Linked DNA regions of Capsicum annuum: region 2 is linked to region 1. The links are chromatin contacts, called in public Hi-C maps. All regions are on one chromosome and are shown on one strand. The core of a region is the stretch at or near the end of the contact, and the rest is flanking DNA. Distances in the headings are between cores, read along the strand shown.

Region 1 (4,602 bases), core at 1,576-4,075:
TCAAAGTTTTGGTTCAGATAAGGGTGATTCAGGAAATCTTATTCAATATATAGGCAATCCAGGATATAAATTGTAACATTGATGACTTAATTGCAGGATAATCTATTGAATGTGTATAAGTTCCACTAGATTCAGTAAATAGCAATTATTCAAATTGTTCACCCACTAAAAATTCAAGCAAAACTTCCACTATAATACAGCCAATAGAGATAGAAGAGAGCGTACCCTTGCTGGATTGGCAACAAATATGCGAGAGAGAAGGTGCCTGCAATCTTGAGATATGTGAACATAGTCGGGAATCTTGTACTGTACCGCCATTATTCGCTGGAAAGAGGAACATCAATGCCAAATTAAAAAGTGTAAGCATCACATGAAGTTCGTCGGATATATGAAGACTTAAAAATACTCACTTGAATAGTTTTCCTGAAGTTCTTCGGATCCTCCTGGTCTTCAAAAGGGTATGCCCCAACCAGCATCACGTAAAGTGTCACCCCGCATGACCAAACATCAGCCAGCTGAATCAATCACAAACAAAAGTCATGGCCTAAGAATAAAGATCAGTAAAAAGATCTACCTTTAGAAAATAATGGGGATGTAAGCAAAAAGATGCAATTTCCGCAACGATGGAAGCATCACCTGTAAATTCAACAAGTCGTAGAGCGACCAGTTATACAAGTATAGAGCGACAAGTTATAGTGGCTTCTTAACAAGTCATATAGCGACCAGTAATATTGGTTTCCTAACTACCCATAGGAGGAAATATTATTATTATTTACCATAAATGACACATATGGTAGCAAATTCAGCTCCACACAGATGATGCCAGAGAAATATCAATTGCATAATGCCTCTCCAGTCTCCACCAAATGTAAAAAATCACATAATTAATCACATTGATACCTTGCCATCATATTCCCTTCTGGAGAGGACCTCTGGAGCAATATAAGCTGGAGTCCCAACAGTTGATTTTGGCCTGGAATGCAACAGGGACGACTGCAATTGCAGGAGAAAACTATGAGCATCTTAGAATTCCTATGGGAATAATATAAGTCTATACCTACAAATCAGCAGAACACATCAACCTTTGAGTATCCAAAATCACATATCTTCAAGCGTGGAGCTGCACTTCCATCAAGAAGGGTATTCTCCAGTTTCAGATCTCTATGGCATATTTGCTGCAAAGGCAATGGAAATTTGATCAGGGATGAGGACTAACTCCCTTAAATTAAAAGATGGCATTTTATATGTTCACAGCTAAAGAATAATTATCTGTAAATTCTTGTAAGTTGCTCACCAGGTTGTGACAGTAGTGGACTCCTGAAATAAGCTGCTGGAAAAAGTATCTAGCCTGAAATAACAGCAGCGAGAACCAAATGAGAGAGGCATTAAAGAGAGGGAATCAAGGCCCCTAAGATCCCATAAGTGTGGCCTTCTAAAATTACATAATTCGTTCATCACACCGGAAGCTTATGCTAGACTTATTATTGAAACAGTTAGAAATTTTAACTATACCTCATCTTCACTGAACCTTCCTGCATTGCAGATGCGCTCAAACAGTTCTCCACCAGCTGCATATTCCATGACAATAGCAAGATGAGTTGGAGTCAATACCACCTGCATCTCACAAAACAAATGAACAACAGTTAGACCAGTTATTCCTTAACTTATTCTTTCCATTTTCAAAAGAAAACAACATGAAAGCAAAAGGGCATTGCAAAATAGTGAATTATATGAACACACTTGCCTCCTTGAAGCGAATTATGTTCGGATGTCGAAGTGATTTATGATTAATGATCTCCCTTGCTACATTCTCATCAATCTACAACAAAAGTGGCATATCTCAAATCTATATAATATTGCATATAAAAAAGAGACTGGGGAACCTAGCTGATTAAAGAATGTTTAACTAATAATTAGGAAAAAAACACAATAAACAATACAAAATAATGAGCATCAGACATTTAAAACAACTAGAAGATGTCAGATTAATGATAAAAAAAAAAACAGTAATTATGCAAACCTTGTGTCCTCTCTCAATGTATTTCATAGCCACAAGCTCTTTTGTCTCCTTGTGCCTCATGAGCCTTGCAACACCAAAATTCCCAGACCCTATATCCTTCACAAGCTCGTATCTTTCCATCTTCTTATATCCTTCAAAAACTCCTATATATATATATATATATATATATATATATAACAAAATCCACCAAACTTTGAGCTTCAAACTTTCTTATCCAATTCCCCTTTCAAAAACCAATCAAAACCCAAAATTCAGCTTCAAGATCCCAAATTGGGAATGTTGGGGTTCTCAATTTAACAAAAAAGGATCAATCTTTAAAGCAATTTACAAAATTCCCAAATAATCCCAAAAAACAAACTCCAAGAAAATCAACCCTTTAAGCTGAATTACAACATGATATGACCCAAGATCAACATATATGCACCAAATCAAGAAAAGGGTGTTTGAAAATCTGTGAATTTTAGAAGAACTAGGGTTTGTTGAGACACAAAAACTGGAAATTGTGGGCCTTGGAAAGGAATTGAGATGGGATTATGGTGGAAAAAGAGGAGAGAAAATAAAAATCAAAGATTAATTGGAAGAGATTTGAAGGTAAAAGCAAGGAATCCCACTCAGTGTGTGTGTGCATGAGACAGGGTGAGAGATTCTAGGGAACAGGGACACACAAGTGCATAGAAGTGTGAAATGGTGAATGACAAAAAGTGAAAAAGAGGAATGAAGGAATATTTTTTTATTATTGAAATCTCATGCCTTATTAAAGTCTATACTTCCATCATTATTATCAAAGTATCTCTTCCCTATTTAGAGTAGTAAAATATTCGCTCGTTCTAAATTTTTTAATTTATTATCCTATTTTACTTATTCTTTTTTATTTATTACGATAATATAATTTTTTTTATTATATCTTTAATGTAATTGATTACTCTTTATTATTAGTATTCTTAAAAAATATTACAAAAAAGAATATTATTAAAAGTACACCATTAAGAATATAAATGGTGTTTTGATATTACTCATCCATCAATATTGGAACTAACAACAAGACACAATTAAAAGGGATAAAATGATAAAGTTATATTACTAATTATTATTTTTTTAATAGCTGTATCATTCCGATTTGGAACGGATAAAATGGAACGAATGGAATAGAACATAGTGCTTTACTTGTTATTTCCTTAATTAATTAAAGAAATAGTTTATTAATTACAGGAAAGGGGCATACTCCAACAACAGTAATATACTCTATTGTCTTTTTTTACCAAAAAAGAAATCTTCAAAATTAGGATATTTAAAAGAAAATTATTGTAATTAGATAATGATCAGAGGCTATTCTTACTCTTTAATTAAGATAATTAAAAAGTAGAGTCGTCAATATAGGTCAGGCCTGTTAGGTCGATCTGTAATTTGATAGAGTTGAGCTTTAGTTTTTGCATCCTGTTTAGAAATAAGGCTTTTTAGCATGGCCCGTATAAACCCGCAGCCCATGGGGCTTGAGCAACGTGGGTTGGGCTCGCCCGTGGGCCAGCCCATAAATCAAATACATGCAACTATTTAGATTGTTTTATTCGTATTTTTATTTGGTTTGAAGAATATCATGTCAAAAGTTATTTAATTTCGCTATTAGGAATAATTTTTGAGGTGTTGGAGACTTGATTAACAAGTATTAACATTATGTAATATTATCTGATAATATTTATGTTTATTAATATTCTAAAATTAAATTATAAAATATTATTTTTTTTAAAAATGAATTAGCCCACGAGGTCCACAGTTCACATATAAATCCGTATGAGCTAGCCTGGATGGACTGAGCCGAGCAGTATTGACAGCTTGAGGATAAGTGTTCACTCTAGATGTATGCTTTGATTGTTGATGGTGTTGTTTACATGATTATAAAAAGAGAATCAAATTCACACAGATTAGATGAGAGTTCGTATAATCAAACAATTGAGTTATTAATTTTTTTTCCTTAATTAATTTGTTTATTTGTCAATAAATATTGATTTTTTATTATATATATATATGTGGGGATTTTAATACTTTCTCCGTTTAAAAAGGAATAACCTACTTTAACTTGGCATAAAATTTAAGAAAATAAAGAAACTTTTGATTTTATGGCCTTAAATTAAAGTAGTGTCAAATGTATCCAAATGTCCTTTAATATTGTGATCATAAATATGTCATGTAAAAAATTAAAATTAAAGTATTGCCAAAAACGAAAAAGCATCATTCTTTGATCTCATTTTTTTAAAATACGAGGGAGTAAATTTAAGGTAAAGGAGTTGTCGGTCGAATCGGGTCAAAATAAGTGAAGCGGTGGCAACAGTGTGATTGACGTGTGGCCCAATCCACTCCAACATCTTTCTTTCTCATCCGATTGTTACGATTCAAGTTGAGTTTGCCCCAACAATGCCAATATTTACACCAATGTTTGGCCAAGTTTATTAATTTTAAAAAGTGCTTTTTCAAAATAATAATAAGGTGTTTATTTAAATTTATAGAAGAAAAAAAATACTTTTTAAAAATAAAAAGATTAAGTCAAAAAGAAAATTTCTCTTAAAAGCACTTTGATAAAATATACT
Region 2 (4,602 bases), core at 1,837-4,336, 530 kb before region 1:
CTCTTTTATCCCCTTAGTATCCAGGAACCAAATAGCCAATTAATTCTTTACATTAATTTCACATATATGGCGACATTTGGATTTCTAAAGAGAAAATTGGAAAAGAATAACAGCATGATATTTAACCAATATGCATCACTGAAGAAAATGGTCCTGATAATTCAGAAAACCAGTAAATTAGCCAATGATTTCCTTTAAAGGGATGTTCTATCTAAATTACTTTCAGCCATCCAACCTTTCTTCCTAAAATTATCCATAAAAATTCTTGCTAGGCGGCTATGAATTTCTTAATATGTCATTTCATGTCATATGTTGTGGGCTAGTGGCAAGCGACATTGGTCTTTGGAGTGTCCCTAGATCACTTAAAATGTAAGTTTTATACAACTAGATAGAAAGTGATTAATTCAACTTTCAATGAGAACTGAATACACTGGGTGTGTTGTTGTTATTGTTGAACGAGAACACTGAAAAACACATAAAAGCAAAGAGTTTGAAGCAAACAGGGAATATAATCCTATTATAAAAGTTAAGCACGAGTGAACCTGTGCTGGAAAATCTTAAGAGTATAAAATTAGCAATACATGAATACTCCAAAAAAGAATATACTCATATTCCTGTCTGTGCAGCATCATACATGACTCTTATGTGGCTAAAACTATTGAAAATACAATCAATGATCGGGACTTTTACACTCTTCAATTGATCGAATCAATGTATACCTTACAGAAAATAACATTATCAAATGGATGTGAACATTATGACATTAACATGATATACTTACAACATTGGGAGGCATATCGGAAAGGACCGACCTCAACTGCTCCGCCACAAAATCCACTGGCACAATATTCACACCCTAGAATAAACCACAACAGAATTCACAACGGCGAACACAATAACAAAATATTAGTAATCCCTCTGTCCCAATTTATGTGACATTGTCTTTGAAACTTTGAACCTGAACTTGGACATAGAAGCTTTAAGTCTTTTGAAATAGAAATTATATATGTGAAAACTACAAAAAATGATACAATAAATCACAATGGTTAATAACTTAAAAGCATTAAAATGCATATATGGACTCTCGAAATTCCAATTGTGCCGCAACTTAAAACGTTTAAAAGGCATATAAGAAAATTTCAGTCAAAGAAAGACTTGATTGACTCTCCAAATTCCAATTGTGCCGCATAAATTGGGACGGAAAGAGTAACAGACTGTAACCTCACGGAGAGTATTAATTAATACCTGAACCCCTACGGTGTTTTGAGCAGTAACAGCAGTGATGACAGTGGAGCAATACACTCCCCTAGCAGCACACGCCTTGATATCCGCTTGAACACCTGCGCCGGCGCCGGAATCGGAGCCGGCAACCGTCAGAACGTGAGGAACTCTAACTTTGGACTCATCGCACGGCGTTGACGTGGAAACTTTATCGTCTTGCATCGCCTTGATATGCAAAAGCCTATATTGATGAAAACTTCTGATACAAGCTGCGCTGGGACTCAGCTGAACTGGAATCTAAATAATTGAAATCCGTATAAGGATCAAATGTAGCTTTTTCATAGCAGGTGCGCAGACCTGCTGGGATTATAGTCTCAAGTTGAATGAATTTATACCTTCAAACAAATGCAGTATTTAATTCCGGATATTCCAAGTTATCCCGCATAACGAACGCTAAATATGTTCGAGTATGAAGAGAAGGAATGAGAATTTTTACCTGAGGTTTAGGAGTGAAGGAGCAAGTGGATAGAAGGTGAGAACACAAATACGCCATGTGAGAGATGGAAGCTTTTTGGAAAGTGGGGGGAGTCCACGGGTACGGGTCACTTTTTATCCGTGAGACTATGTGACTCTTCACGGGATATGTGGCAAATATTTTTTTATTTTTTTTTAGATTTCTGCATTGAACTTTTTTGGGTAAACTCAAAAATACCCTCTCTATTTTTTAAAATTGAGATATAACCCTGCACTAACAGCCACAATTTAATGACCCATTTTTTAATTTTAAAATCAAACCCGACCTGACCCATATTAAAAGACCAAATAAATAGCCACAATAGGCATTTTTTCACATACCTAAGGCTTCCATCCTGACTTCTGTATGATGAATGTTCCCAACAAAATTGCTCCTCTTCCCCAAAAAAATTCTGTAGGATGAATTTTGAGTATGAATTACATGGTGAAGTTATTGTAAACCAAATTAATACAGTAGTTACCCAACTCTAAGTAGGCAAGCCGAAGGAAAAGATCTTCCCCAGAATACGAATAATCCTGCATATCTAAAAGATCACCAGAGCACACCATACACCTAATTCCCGCCACATAAGCATAAGCAGTGCAAGAACAATTGTTTAAACACAATCTTTTCATATTCACTTGCACTGTCAAGGCAAAAAATAGCAGCAAGATCAGGCAGTTTTAGTCCACTAAACTTCAAAAATCCGTCCTGCAGTCCAACTCCATGAGACGATATATTTCCCTTTTGCTGACACAGTAATTCAGTTCGCCTCACACAACCACCTGTCCAGTTTCCTTTGCTCCATTTGTCTCTAGACTGTGGCACAAACCCTGTTAAGCAGCTGTAAATTGGGGACTTATTCTTGCTGCAGATTGTTGAAGGTCCACATGGTGGATGTACCATTTTAGAATAAACTTCCCAAGCTGGAGCTCCATCGGTCCACTGCACAACTTGAACAGATCTTGTAAACTGAAGCTCCCCGAAAGTTAGGAATGAATTATTTGAAAGAAAGGTGAAATATGTGGTTCCCTCTTGAAAGTCTTGCTGAAAAACAAACTGAATTACACAGGACGCTGCATCTATTAAGGGCAATCCAATGAACTTCAATCTATTCCACTTCCCGGTTCTATAGTAGGGAGTAAATTTGTTCCATATGAAAAAATGAGGAGAAAGTTGCTCCGAGATTCCAACAGAAAAATTTCCGGTGAGGGGTCATTTTCCTTCTGCCAAAAAGACGAGAGCCATCTCTTTCCAGTTATCCTGTTAAAAATCTATTCTCATTCCTGTTAAAATTCATCCTACAAAATTTTGTTCGGAAAGGGGAATGGTTATGTGAGAAAATGCCTATTATAGGTATTTGTTTGGTCTTTTAATATGGGTCGGGTTGGGTTTGATTTTAAAATTTTTAAAACGGATCATTTTAAATGAATTGGGTTATTCTGTTAGTTGAGGGGTACATATGTAAAATTAATAACAGCGGGGCATATATAACCTCTAAGTATGACTGTGAATAAATTTGGTCAATTTTTTAAAGTAGGGTTTTTTTTTTTTTTTGAACCCTTTTCTCAACTTTTTTTTTAAAGTAAGCCAGTGACTTGAAAAAATGGTCAAAAATAGTTTTTTAAAAATTAATCATTTTAAAAATGAAATTAAAAGGACTGATCAATAATCTTGTTTGGTTGCCACATACTACTATAATGAATGATAAATTGTGATTATTGCAATTATAAAAACATAATCTCAGTAAATCAAATTTAATATAAAGATTTTTATCTGTATATACAAAATAAATAAATTTAGTTATCAGTATCGAGGAAATTCATATTTATTTACTTAAAATATTTATAAATTGCACACAAAATAAGCGAGTAAGTTTCAATATTCTTCATTTACTCACCAAACACATTAAAAACAAAACTATATATTACTAATAATTTTTAATATTCAAATTATTGATTGGCAAGAAAATATTTTCGATCTTGAGTCTTTCGAATTGAAAACAAGATCAAAATAGTTGACTATACATGGACATGATTAATATAATTGAATTCACAAAGTAATTTTCGAAAAATCTCTATCTATTAAGTGATTAATCATCTTAATATATTCAGGTGACAACATGAGCAATTACGAACCAATAAATTATGTTTGAAAGTTTTATGAGCGTTCATTTTAAAACTTTAAATTAAAATTGAGTTTTAAGAAAATGTTGACTTACTGAATTGGTTCTTAGTGCAAATGTTAAGTTTATATATCAAGTTGAAGGGAGTTTGAAGAAGAATATAATTGATTTTGGTTGAAAACAAAAAGAACAATATTGTTTATTTTTTCTAGATGTCCATGAATAAATAATTATAGTATGTATTTTGTATTTCAGATATATTCACTTGTATATCTCACATAGAAAATACATGCAACATAACTCTATACAAATTGTAAAATACACAAGTTGGGTAAGTTATATATGTAAGTTGTATGAAAAGTGTATATAAATTAGGGAAAAATTCAGAAATAACATACTTATTCCCTTAATTATGAGTTTCATAGCAACAGTTTCATAATTATATAGTATACCAAGTTGTACTTTGTATTTTTGCAAACTGTTGCTACAAAAATATAAATACATATGATTTTTACTGTCTTTATAATCGATATGTATTTTGTATTTTAGCAAATTATTGCTACAAAAATACAAATACATATGCTATAAAATGTAATTTGATAAAAATGTTGCTATTTTTTTTTTGTAATTTAATATTTAAATATACTACTTTATGTATTTTTTCCTCTCTCTATATAAATTGAACTGTTACTATTTGTTTGGCCCAAATGCGATATGATCATAATCGGGCCAAGCAATCTCG

The links. Hi-C and Micro-C count contacts between places; a contact is called where the count stands out from the background.
Region 2: a Hi-C map of leaf shows a contact between it and region 1, with 2.7 times the contacts expected there. The contact joins the promoter of LOC107839915 here to the promoter of LOC107839914 in region 1. A contact is called at or near these places in 4 of 5 Hi-C or Micro-C datasets (bud, leaf and placenta).

What each region holds. Positions count from the first base shown.
Region 1 is chr8:159,841,750-159,846,351 of UCD10Xv1.1, reverse strand. LOC107839914 (serine/threonine-protein kinase SRK2B) reads right to left here and starts at 2,825. Exons shown (of 9, transcript XM_016683573.2): 1 at 2,021-2,825; 2 at 1,745-1,819; 3 at 1,513-1,614; 4 at 1,295-1,348; 5 at 1,083-1,175; 6 at 901-993; 7 at 411-515; 8 at 226-324. The coding sequence starts at 2,140.
Region 2 is chr8:160,367,885-160,372,486 of UCD10Xv1.1, reverse strand. LOC107839915 (thiamine biosynthetic bifunctional enzyme TH1, chloroplastic) reads right to left here and starts at 3,086. Exons shown (of 11, transcript XM_016683576.2): 1 at 2,222-3,086; 2 at 2,077-2,147; 3 at 1,246-1,518; 4 at 782-856. The coding sequence starts at 1,443.